Linked DNA regions of Mus musculus: regions 2 and 3 are each linked to region 1. A link is a contact called in public Hi-C and promoter capture Hi-C data. All regions are on one chromosome and are shown on one strand. The core of a region is the stretch at or near the end of the contact, and the rest is flanking DNA. Distances in the headings are between cores, read along the strand shown. Region 1 holds the start of Slc6a12 (solute carrier family 6 (neurotransmitter transporter, betaine/GABA), member 12). Region 2 holds the start of Aicda (activation-induced cytidine deaminase). Region 3 holds the start of Apobec1 (apolipoprotein B mRNA editing enzyme, catalytic polypeptide 1).

What was found. Promoter capture Hi-C pulls out the DNA fragments that hold promoters and counts their contacts. A called contact is a pair of places that touch in the nucleus more often than the background predicts.
Region 2: a contact with region 1 is called in a promoter capture Hi-C map of stem cell-derived epiblast-like cells, with 5 times the contacts expected there. The contact joins the promoter of Aicda here to the promoter of Slc6a12 in region 1. A contact is called at or near these places in 7 of 39 promoter capture datasets (cranial neural crest, frontonasal cranial neural crest, hippocampal neurons and 4 more), 2 of 15 datasets of contacts at CTCF or cohesin (embryonic stem cells and stem cell-derived epiblast-like cells), 2 of 484 Hi-C or Micro-C datasets (both in B cells) and 2 of 115 datasets of contacts at active chromatin or transcription factors (astrocytes and microglia).
Region 3: a contact with region 1 is called in a Hi-C map of B cells, with 9 read pairs. The contact joins the promoter of Apobec1 here to the promoter of Slc6a12 in region 1. A contact is called at or near these places in 3 of 39 promoter capture datasets (cranial neural crest, hippocampal neurons and liver), 1 of 484 Hi-C or Micro-C datasets (B cells) and 1 of 115 datasets of contacts at active chromatin or transcription factors (large pre-B cells).

Annotation. Positions count from the first base shown.
Region 1 is chr6:121,341,207-121,345,285 of GRCm38.p6, reverse strand. It overlaps Slc6a12 (solute carrier family 6 (neurotransmitter transporter, betaine/GABA), member 12), which reads right to left and starts at 2,712. Exons shown (of 16, transcript NM_001381903.1): 1 at 2,670-2,712; 2 at 2,181-2,236.
Region 2 is chr6:122,551,915-122,556,248 of GRCm38.p6, reverse strand. It overlaps Aicda (activation-induced cytidine deaminase), which reads right to left and starts at 2,440. Exons shown (of 5, transcript NM_009645.2): 1 at 2,340-2,440. The coding sequence starts at 2,347.
Region 3 is chr6:122,599,882-122,603,836 of GRCm38.p6, reverse strand. It overlaps Apobec1 (apolipoprotein B mRNA editing enzyme, catalytic polypeptide 1), which reads left to right and starts at 1,393. Exons shown (of 8, transcript NM_001134391.1): 1 at 1,393-1,580; 2 at 3,712-3,779.

The DNA.
Region 1 (4,079 bases), core at 1,463-3,962:
TGAGCCCAAAGAGCAGCTAGTAGGAAGGGCTCTTGCTTTGTGACTTAGGCAAATGATACCTCCTCAGTGAGCTTTAAATCTCCTAGAGAGAATGACCCTGTCTCCATTGGGTAGCGGCAGAAGGGGAGGATAAAGGTGAAGAGATGTGAAAAAGACCATATAGGTCGCCTTTGCTTGCTAAGCCATGGGATAGCGGGCTCGGCAAGCCCCACCCACGAGGAAGCCTGAGGGAACCTGCAGAAGACAAACCTTCCACTCCCCCCACCACTCGCAGCCATTGCAAGATGAACAGAGGGAGAGGGGATGATCTGGTGGGAAAAGGAGTAGATGAAGAATGCATGATGGGAAAGATGAGGGGGGAGGGGTCAGGGGAGCACACCCAGAACCCTGTCCAGGCCTGAGACTGAGGTTTATCAAGGAAAAGAAGGAAGAGCAGGACCTGAGAGTGTGAATAGCCATAGGCCATTTTATAATTTTCTATAAATAAATATAATAAGTATATTTATACAAATTATATTTCTATTTATATAAATATGCTAATATATAAACATTATTGATAATATTGATATGATATTATTATATAAATTTATATAAATATATAATGAAAATAAGAATAAATATAAATATAATTTTCTATAAATAAAAGATTGGGCATGGGGAGATGGATCAGCCGTTAAGAGCACTGGCTGCTCTTACAGAGGATCCAGGTTCCACTCTCATCACCCACATGGTGATTCATAACTGCCTGTAACTTCAGTCCCAGGGGACTCCTCTTCTGGCTCCCTCAGTCGCCAGACATGTAGTGTGCAGAGACACACACAAAACATTCAGACACATAAAAATAAACAAATAAAAATTCTTTAAAACGTTTTCGAGAGGAAGAGTGGAACCACAGAATAAAAACAAAGGCAGGCAAAAGGAGAGGTGGCTCAGAGCCACGGTGAGCAGGGAGGAGAGAGGGCTGAAACCACAGCACTGGACAGCTATGTTAGACTAGGGGAAGGAATGTCCAGGAGAACGTTAGCCGTACAAACACGCTGCACAGGGCCCCTTTTCTCTCTATTCTTCTTATGGGTCAGATAGTGAATATCATCTGCGTGAGAACTCCAGATCTCAGAATCGAAGCAGGACAGTAAAGTTCCAGCCCAGCCCAGCTCCACACCAACAGCAAATAAATTCAAAAACACAGCCTCGGCCCCCAGGGTCCCTCCCCCCCGCCCCACCTCTAGTCTGTTTGCTAGGAATGATTCTGTGACAGCAAGGACAACTCGTTCCCCTTCGCAAGCTCTGTTACCTCCACAGCTACAGATCTCCTCTGCAGGCTGTCCACCCGCTTTGCTAGGCTGAGCAAGGGGAAGGGGAGGGACTTCACCATACTTGGGTGCCCTTGAGCCAATCCTGGGTTCTGTCTTCAAAGGACCAGCAAGTACAGTCTTAACTCTCTCCTCAGGAGCTGGACAGATTAGATGGAAGCCCACTCTGGTTCTAGGAAACACCTCCAGAAACCCTCCCCGCCCCACATACTGCTAGGGTTCAACCCAGGCACCACCGCTCCCTTCCCTAAACGAAAGAGACCCAGTCCCACTTCAGCCCATACCCACATACCAGCACCCACCCCTGAACACACCGATGCCATTCCGTCACGTCCCTCTGCACACACATACCTGTGTGCATGGCCCCAAAGCCTGGCTGCTCGTAGCCCTTCACACCTGGTAGGCAGCTGCCCTCCACAGTGGCAGCCCACATCTTCTCCAGCTCCCTCTCCTCAGACCCAGTCCCACCCAAGCTGGTGCCCCGCTTTCTGCTCTAGCCCTAGCTGACCAAGAGGCAGGCGCCCCCAACCTGTGAAGGTAGTTCCAGATCCATCCACTCACCCTTCCTAGCTCTGAAAACTGACTGCCCTCCCCTGGCAGGCAGATGGCCCGCCTCCTCGGGGCCAGTTCCCCATCTGTGAACTCTCCTTACTTACTGGGGCTTGTCCCTGAGCAATTTCATTATGTGGCTAGTGAGGATGGCATCAGACTCCCTGTGGCCTCAGGGGACCGCAGCTCCCTGCTTCCTGCCCAGACACACAGTTCTGCTGGGTCTTGCCTCTGCCCTGAGCCTCAGCTCTCCAGACTCAGGGGTACAGAGGCTATGATAACCAGACTGCGCGCTCTGCGCATGCTCTTCCCACTCACCTGGTCTCTCAGCCCAGCTAGAACTCCTGCTCCAGAATGAGTAAGCGTCTCCAGACCTGGAAGAGGAATTCTCACCTTCAGTACTCCTGCTCCTCCCCCCCCCAACCCCCCCTCCCGCCACAGCCCCACCCACCCAGTGGTCCTGAGACGGATGGCCAGACCAGGGAAGGGGGGCTGTAGAAAGTGAAGGGACAAAATACCACAAGCAACAAGAGAGATTGAGAAGTCTATAAGCCTAGATTACACCATCCACCCTCAGGGAACGAAACCTCATGACCCTGTCTCTCTGTCCCCTCAGGGCCCCTCACTCCTGACTAGTGTCTTCCCAGTGGGCACTATCCAGAAGAAGCCCCCAGAACCTTGTTGAACAGCTGCCTCAGGCAGCCCTACCTCCCTGACCTCTCTCCTCCTGCTCCTGGCCCTTCGCCCTTATCCTCACCTCCACCCCAACTACCGGCTCCTTCTTAGGCAAGGTACAGCCCCTCTTACCAGAGCAGTGGGATGGGAGCCACCAACTTTCAGGCTGGACACTGAGGACCTTGGGAGGGGAGCTGGCCTCAGTGACGAGGGCATGGGAGGAGGGTGAATCACAGACTGGAGTTTTCCACCAAGTACCTGCAAAGCTCGAGACCTTCCCAGCCACTGCCTTCTCCTTGGGATTTTCCTAGAGAAGTCTCCAGAGCCTGCATATCCCAGGAAGGCAAATGCAAATAGGATCCAAGGTTCAGCCCACCCACCCAGACCCTTATCATGGTCTCCCAGCCAAGGAAGACTCTGAGCCTCAGTTTCCCGCTTTGGAAAGGTGGATAATGGGTGCTTTTCAAGGTTGCTGTGGAGGGTTAAAGTCAACATGGCTGTGCTGGGAAAATCACAGGTTCTTAAGGACAGTTGTCAGTATTTGTTGCAGGCTCCGGTGGGGGTTCTGGGATCCAGATACTCAGATTCTGCCCAGCACAGCACCACAAACCAAAGACTCCTCCGGAACAGCCTGGCGGCTGTCAAGTGTGCACACCCATGGGGAATGTGTGTGCCCTCAGCAATGATGGGAGGATTTTTCCAAAACAGGGTTCTCTGGGCAAGTCTTCACAGCATGGATACGAAAAAGCCTGTGGCCTCTGGAAACATCAAGATGTTTCTTCAATGCCGAGTGGGATGGAAACAGGGGAAGTTGTGGGGAGAAAGGGAAATTTCCCTTTGTGTGGACTTCCCCTTTATCTGCTAAAAAATGTCTTAACAGTGGAGGGTGTGAAGTGAGATTGGCGGTCTGTAATTTTCCATTGGCACCCCACTCACCATCCCTCAGGTCCCCCCTGGCCTCTGTTGCCCATCAAGGAAAACCAGAATGAGTCTGGCCTTTACAAGCTGGGGACCAGCTCTGGAGGGAAAAGAGTCACGGTCTGCCGCAAGCTGCCCACTTCTCACCCCCGTGCCCAGCTGGCATGGTGCAACCTGCCCTGCCTGCTGGGTCTGCTCTATGCCTGCACGCTGGGCCCACCATCATGACCTCCAGTACAGCAGTTCTCATCCTGTGCATTGTGACCTCTTTGTGGGTCACACATCAGATATCCTGCATATCAGATATCTACATTACGATTGATAACAGCAAAACTACAGTTACGAAGTGGCAATGAAAATAATGTTATGGTTAGGGGCGACCACAACATGAGGAACTGTGTTAAAGGGTCACAGCGTTAGGAAGGTTGAGAGACACACTGCTCTGCTGTTTCTTACACAGGAGATACCAGGGTCTACAAAAAACAAAAGAGCCGGCTTTGGCAGCCCTTCTGCCCAGTGAGTAAAGTCGGATTTTACCTAATCCTTCCATCTCTTTCCCCTGGCTACTTCAGACCCTTGTCTCCCTCTCTTAACATTGGTTCCCCCCCCCCCCAAATCAAGCTT
Region 2 (4,334 bases), core at 1,191-3,690, 1.2 Mb before region 1:
CAGAACTTGGGGGCGAAGGGGGGCAGAGGCAGGTGGATCTTTCTGTAATGGAAGCCAGCCTGACTTTCATGGAGAATTCTAAGCCACGGGGGCTATGTGATGACACAGCATCATTATCATCATCACCACCACAGTACAGGTAAACTCAGCATGTTATAATAATAAGCACAGGTATCTCTCTAATCCAGCCAGTTTTAAACAGCTTAAACTTCATCTCTTAGCAATAAATTCCCTTTCTATTTAACTAAACTTCCTGTGTTACCTAGATGGGAAAAGTAGAGAATCTTTTTCAGTGGGTTGAACATGGAGTCTTGTACCTGCTAGTGAGTGCTGTGCCACAGAGCCGTACACACAGCCCTAGAGAACTTTTCCTACATACTGTGGGTAGCAAGTGTACATACGTGCTTATCTCTCTCTTTCTCTCTCTCTTACTCTGTGTGTGTGTTTGTGTATTTATGAGTGTGTATTGGGGGTGGATGCTGAAATTATGAAGGAAAGGTATCCTTGGAGTTTAGAAAGGATGTGTCTCAAATAGAAGAGTTGTGTCTGAACCACAGGAAGATGTAATAGACTGTTTCTATTTTAAGATTCCAGCCACGGTGGGAGGAGCTGCACAGTCCTGACCTGTGGACTGGGCACCTCCATCCAGCACTCCCCTCAACTCTAGCTAGGAGCCTATTTCCAGCTCCCTCTCCTCGGGATGTCCCTCCCGGTAAGGAGGACTTTGCTAGGTGGTGTCCCAAACCTGTAGATCGCCAGCTGCTGAGACAGCTGTGCTCCTTGAGGCAGAACCTTAGCTGCTTCCCCAGCAATGCAAACCAGACTCAAGGGGTTAAAAATAATCCCAGCCTAGTAGCAGGGCTGCCTTGAGTTACCCGCTGCCCTTGCTCCAGTCCATGCCGTGCCATCCTGTGTCTCTCCACTGTCTTGTTTGCTTCTCCCTGAATCTCAGCCTCGTCTTTGCTTTGCATTTTGCCATGCTCATGCATTTCTCTCGGACCCTTCTCCATCAGGACATAGATCTCAGATTTGGTTTCAAAATTCACTATAAACCCAGAAGCAGCTCATGCTGTCTGCCTGCCTCCTGTGAACATTTGTTTGTTTGTTTGTTTGTTTGTCTGTCTGTCTGTCTGTCTGTTTGCTTTTTGAGGGCTCAGGATGTAATTAAGTGGCAGATTACTTGTCTAGCATGTGTGAGGTCTTCAATGTGGTCCCTGATAGGGGTGAGGGAGAGTGGGAGGAGGAAAGGGGGAGGAGAGGGAGGAGGAGAAGGAGGAGAAGGAAAAGGAAGAGGAGGAGGGGGAAGAGGAGAAGGGGCAAAAGGAGGAGGAGGAGGGAGAAGAGGAGGGAAAGAGATGGGGAGCAGGAGAAGGAGGAGGAAGAGGAGGAAGAGGGGGAAGAGGGGAAGGGGAAGAGGAGGGGGAGGAGGGAGAAGAGGAGGGGAAGAGATGGGGAGGAGGGAGGAAGAGGAGGAGGGGGAGAAGAAGAGGGGGTAGGAGAAGGGTAACAAAAAGAAAGAAGGAAGACAAGAAAGGAAAAATCTGGAATCTGAAGAACACCCTGCTACCATTAGCTATATTAACTCCATATTCTAAACCTCATAGCCAAACGGAAGTGAGCTCAAGTGTATGGGCTTTAGGCATAGTGACTCACACACTGGCAATAAATGTAAAAATCAAGAGAGAAATTTCTGATAATGGCTCATCATGAGCTGCATATAAAAGCTTTCAAGAAGCTAAGAAATCTCTGCATAGATGAATTAAACAGTAAAAATGTCACCAAGTGTCTAACAGTTGAGTCTATAACACTAAATTGCCTGTCTTAATGAAATTCTCTCCTTCAATAGACACCATTGTAATGAGTTGCAAGCAATTCATCTCAAATGTTTAGTTTTTTTTTTTTTTTTTTTTTTTTTGAGAAGTACAAATCTTCTTGCTATAACTAAATAATTCCTGTAAAGACTCCCCATGCGAGTCTTAAGATGTTGGATATTTGCCAAATAATTGTGAAAATAACCACTACTGTTTTTAGTAAGGAGTTGCTACGACCTCTTTGTGGCGCGGGCCTCTAAGGCTTCGCTGTTATTACCACAAGCCGGCTCTAGCTCTGCCCAAATCTCAGGACAAGTCAAGGCTTCCTATCTCTAGCAACACAGAGAAGAGAGAAACCGGGGGAAGGGAAGAACTTCGTGGTCAGAGTTAGGTCCAAAACCCAAAAGACCTGAGCAGAGGGTGGCAAGCAGACGAGGAAATTCGCGCACTGACAGGCAAAGCCTCCATCCAGACAGGCAGCCAGCACTACTGGAGCACATGCACAAGCAGATGAGACTGTCTTGTTACCTGTCCATATCGGTCTCCAGCGTGACTTTCTTGACTCCCTCAAAGTCTTAGGCCAAAGGAAGCTTGCTTCAAGCAAGGCTGCTTCAGTGCTGTTGTGTGACAGAGCACTGGCCCCTGGCATTCAAATCTGAGCTTGCTCTTGTGGGCTCCTCCCCCACGACAGCATCACTACCACCAGGTATCCAACATCTGCCTCCTGGGTTGGGTCCAGTAAAGATGGGCGGGGCTGTGGTGGGCAGAGCCACACGGATTAAATGATTGGGGGGCGGGGGGCAGTTCTGCTCATGCTTAATGTCCAACTTCCTTCGAGGCTGTTCCTCTAAAAAGCCAGCCCAGGTACCACAGGTAACAAAGATCAGGAGACAATAGCACTGGACACTTTTCACATTGGTATCATGATAATGAGCTCTGTGAGTGTGTGTGTGTGTGTGTGTGGGGGGGTCCCAGGTATCACACCTAAGGTCTGTGCATGCTTCCTAATTTTAAAATTGTGATAACAAGAATGATAGCAGTCATAGTGACTTAAAGTGGCCTTAAATGCATCTTGTGCTTCTTGAACTTACAGTATCTGTTCCTTCCGTTTGTTACACTCAGTTTTATGCCTCAGTAGAGATGGGGGTTGACCACCACAGCATCCAGAGAGTGAACTTTAGCCTCCTAATTCTCTAATATATTTTTCTTTTTTTAAAATGACATTATAAGATAGCTAGAAAGACTAGTTGCTTGCACCAAAAAGTGATTTATTTTAATTTTGTGTGTGTGTGTGTGTCAAAAAGTATTTTTTTTTTAAAAAAGAACTCTTTTTCCTCATTAAAAATACCTTACTGGAGGCCTGGAGAGCTGGCCCAGTGATTAAGAGCACTTATTTCTATTGCAGAGGACCAGCAGGCGGTTGAAAGCCACCATGTGTGGTTGCTGGGATCTGAACCCTGATCATCTGGAAGAACATCCTTTGCTTTCTTCCTTCCTTCCTTTCTTATACTCTTCCTTCCTTCCTTCCTTCCTTCCTTCCTTCCTTCCTTCCTTCCTTCCTTCCTTCCTTCTTTCCTCCCTCCCTCCCTCCCTCCCTCCCTCCCTCCCTCCTTCCTTCCTTTCTTCCTTCCTTCCTTCCTTCCTTCCTTCCCTTCCTTTTTTTAGATAGGGTGTCATTATGTAGCTCCTCTGGCTGGTCTGGAACTTTCTATATAGACCAGACCAGTCTTGAGCTAGAGACTGGATCCCGTTGCATGCACACAGCACATGCCCCTGCCCCTATTTTGTTGCTGTGAAATCTCTCTGTGCAAAGTCTCATAGTTCAGGACTTGGCTTACTCCCTGGCAGTTTAGCCTTCCCTGGATATCATATCTGAAATGTTAATGAGCCCCCATCCTCCTTCTTCCTCTAATTAATTTCCTCTGCATTATCACATCACTATCAGAGACACAATTTCCCTCACTAGTGAATTAATGAATTCCTGGGAAAAAAATTTCAGGGCACCGGGAGTAACCAGCACCAGCCGTGACATTACAGGGTTAAGGGAACCCAGGTGGTGGGTGGACAAGTCCCTCTAACTTGTCTCACAGGATGAGGCCCGGACCTTTGCCCTACTTTGGCCAATTGTCCAGGGAATGACATACTGAGACACACGTACACAGCCTCCCAAAGGGCCGACTTGATGGATATTGGCAGAGATGTTGTGATTTCTTTACATTTTAAAAAATTATATATATATTGCTGTGCTTGGCAGTGGAGGGGTATATGAGGCACGAGGGCCAGAGCTTATGTGTAGATGTCAGAAGACAATTTACAAGACTTGGTCCTCTCTGTCCACCATGTAGATCCTGAGGCTTGAACTCAAGTAGTCAGGCTTTGCAGCAAGGACATTTATCCATGGAACCATCTTGCCTGTTCTGACTGACACCATTTCTTTAAAAGGGAGAGGGACAGGGAGCAGCAGGGGCTGGAGAGATGGTTCAGTATTTAAGAGCACTGGCTGTTCTTTCAGAGGACCTGGGT
Region 3 (3,955 bases), core at 144-2,643, 1.3 Mb before region 1:
CCAGAGCCACATAAAGAAATCTTGTCTCAAAAAGTAGGAGAAAAGAAGAAGAAAAGAAAAGAAAAGAAGAGGAGAGAAAAATAGTAAAAACCTTGTTGAAAGGATATTGGTGGGGTGGCCCACACCTTTAATCCCAGCACTCAGGAGGCAGAGGCAGGTGGAACTCTGAGTTGAGGCTAGCGTGGTCTATATAGAGAGTTATAGACAGCCAGAGCCACATAAAGAAATCTTGTCTCAAAAAGTAGGAGAAAAAAAGAAGAAAAGAAGAGAAAAATAGTAAAAACCTTGTTGAAAGGATATTGGTGTGGTGGCCCACACCTTTAATCCCAGCACTCAGGAGGCAGAGGCAGGTGGATTTCTGAGTTTGAGCCAGCCTGGTCTATAGAGTGAGTTCCAGGACAGCCAGGGCTACAGAGAAACCCTGTCTGGCGGGGTGGGGGGGGAGAAAGAAAGAAAAAAAGAAAGGAAGGAAGGAAGGAAGGAAGAAAAAAAGAAAGGAAGGAAGGAAGGAAGGAAGAAAGAAAGAAAGAAAGAAAGAAAGAAAGAAAGAAAGAAAGAAAGAAAGAAAGAAAGAAAGAAAGAAAGAGAAGGGACCAGACTGAAGCCATTTTGAATAAAACTTTCATTTTGAACAGAGGTCAAATAAGTTTAAGTTCCCAAGACCTCAGTGTTGAACTGACATCCTGTCTGGCAAGTTGAGACATGATTGCTAGGCAAGTCTCCCACCACAGTCGAATAAACCAAACAGTAGGAACAGGATGAATGTACCACAAAGACAAGTTCCTAGGGAAGACTTCTATCCCTAGATCCTAATTTGTGGGATAACTTGGCAGACTTATTTATTTATTTATTTTTAGATTTTTACACCCTAACATTTGGATACCAAACGCTAACCTACTTGAGCCCTTAAGCTGAATTAGCAGCACCTCGGACTGTTTTTCAGTCATCTGGACTCCCGGAGGTGAGCCTGTATTCTGCTTTCTGGTGGAGCCTCTCTAGGACCCAAGAAAGGAGAAAGTGGACGCAGCACTGCTCCGAGGGTCAGAGGAGGACAGGAGACGGCCCGCTTTTCACTGGTTTCCACTGAGGGAACATTTGCTTCTGGTTCTGGGCATGCTGGATTGCCCATGTCTGTCAGTCTGTGTCTGTGGTTTCATTTAGTTTGAATGTTGCTCTGTGTTTTATATCTGGAAAAACGGGCCAAAGTTCATCTGCTGGTTGTTCACCTCTTAGTATTTACCCATCTCAAGGATTTTCGGGGGGGGGTGTGGGGGGAAGCGGCCGAATCGGGACAACAACAACAATAATAATAACAACAAAAACTGATAAACTGGCACTGTGCCTGCAGCTGAGAGTCCTGCACTGCTGGTAAAGCCCCGCCTCCTGCTCGCCTGATGCAAACCCCTGCCGCCTGATCTAGCTGTTCGAGTTTCTCTAAAAGCGAAACCAGCAGCTCTTAAGCTTTCTGTGGTCAGGAAGCCGGTGCCTACTCCCGCTACAGAACCACGGTGCCCATGAGCGTTGGATTCTGCAGGCAGCAACAGCAAGGCGCTCCTCCCTTGAAATCAGATCAGGAAGAAGTAAGGGAAGTTTTGTCTGTTTTTGAATGTATAAATGTATGTGGCCAGTGCGTGTTTGCTTCTGACTGTTCTGTGTTCTGTATGTATTGGTTATAGATCATTGGCTCATAAGTCGTTGGATATGGTTAAAAATTTTTAGTATCTGTACCAAAAAGTTAACTTAAAACCAGTAACTCAGGGTTGGAGCCATTGTCCAACACATGGGATGGACCAGCCAAGGAAACGGGTCTCCAAAGATACTTTTAAATTGGAATAAGATTTTTATATAATTTCTGATCTGTCTTAAAAACCAAGTTTATAGAAAAAACTAGGAGGTATTTAAGCTGTATCTCCATGCGTTCTTATACAAGAACTTTTCTTGCTGTCAACTAAACTTTGTAACATAAAAATAACCCACTTATAATAACTTATAATAACTAACCCCTTTATAATAAAACACTAAGTTGCTTATACTGTTAAAATTTGGTTTTGTCTTCTAAGAATTACGGTTTGTGCTCCATGTCTTCATTCTTTAAAAAGGTACTTTGTTTTTCAAAAAACACACAATTGAGAGATTTTAAACTACTTTAACGAAAATTTTGGAATTTTACAAAAAATCAAAACTGGACATTTTAAAAACAGCTTTTAAAAAATGTTTTCATTTATAAATCTATGAAACATTTTAAATTTTATCAGATATTTTATTGTAATGTCTTTATTAGTATGTTATCTTTATTAATGCATAAATAAAAGACTAAAAATTAGGGTCACAGCTTAACACCAGAGACTGAAAAATTCCTGTCTTATGAGGCAATAAAACAATGACCATAGTCAGTCTGGTGAAGAACTCGGATACTAAAGTATTATAGCATTAAAAAAAAATTGAGAATCACTGGCTTAAAATTATGTTTCAAGATATAACTTAAAACAAATAGGGCTGGAGAGATGGCTCATCGGTTAAGATCACTGACTGCTCTTCCAGAGGTCCTGAGTTCAGTTCCCAGCAACCACATGGTGGTGGCTCACAACCATCTGTAATGGGATCTGATGTCCTCTTCTGGTGTGTCCGAAGACAGCGACAGTGTACTCATATAAATGAATCTTTAAAAAAAAAAAGAAACAACTTAAAGCAAATAACTAAAAATAGATATTTAACTCAGATACACTTGAGAGATACTATCAGAGAGCTGCTGAATATGGCATTTAAGGTATTTAAACTTACTATGACAGAGACTCTCAGATACTAGTAATGACCCCCGGGGTCTCAAGACAATGGACATAGGAACAAAGGACTCCCCCTGGACTGTGGTCCAGAAGTGGAAGCCTATTGGACAGGGAGGGGCAAGGGAGACAGGCTGGAAACTGGATCCAGAACCTCTTTGATTGGGCCCCTTTGCTGACTGCCATATTTACTACCTGCTCCTCATCGGGCCTTGATTCCCAACTCAGTTAAGCTCGTGGTCCTAAGAACCCAATACAATCCTTTACACCCTGAAACAGATAATCAAGGACTTGAGTGATATACAAACACTAGGAGAAGGAATATAAGAAGGAGCCAACCTGAAGCCATTTTGAGTAAAACTTCCATTTTGAATAGGGGTCAAGTAAAGTTTAAGCTCCCAAGACTTCCCTCGGAGACTGGCATCCTGGTTGGCAGAAAGAGAGATGTATGTGGGTGGCTGGCATCCTGGTTGGCTAGTTGAGACATGAATTCGGGCAAGTCTCCCTATCTACTTGAATAGCCAACTAATGAGAATCGGATAAGTGTGCCACAAAGACATATTCTCTTTCCCTAAATCCGACTGGTGGAATAGGGAGAAGTCCTCTATCCCTAAATCCTGATTGGTGGGATGACTTGGCAGAGACTTAAAACCTGCAACATTCTGGCTCAGGGTTGCAGTTCAGCTCTGGCGGAGTTTGTTCTGGGGCCCTGATCGACCAGTAGTGGTCTGCATACAATACAGTCTTGCCATCTGCTTAAATACTTATTAAAATGCAGATTCAGTCATCCCCTGAGTCTCTGCTGTTGTACCTGATTGGTCAGTTTTTACTGCCTAATTCATATAAAGATCTTGCTTTGTGTGGACTCTTGTTCCTGCTTGGGTTGCTTTTAGATTTTTGGACCTTGACAATGGTTCTTTCCTCTTCTCAGGACTGCCCGTGGTTGATTTGTTCTGCTCCTGGATTCTTCATATTAGCTCTGAGGACATCATGAGCCAGGTATGGTAGTATTTCTCTACCTCCAAACCCTGTGATACCAGAACTTGGGAAGTAGAGAAGAGGGTCAGGAGTTCCAGGCCAGTCTGTGCTACCTATCTGGGACAAAACCAGAAACCACAACAATACTGGCTAGTAAGATACTCAGTGGGCAAGAGGTGATTGCTACTGGGCCTAGT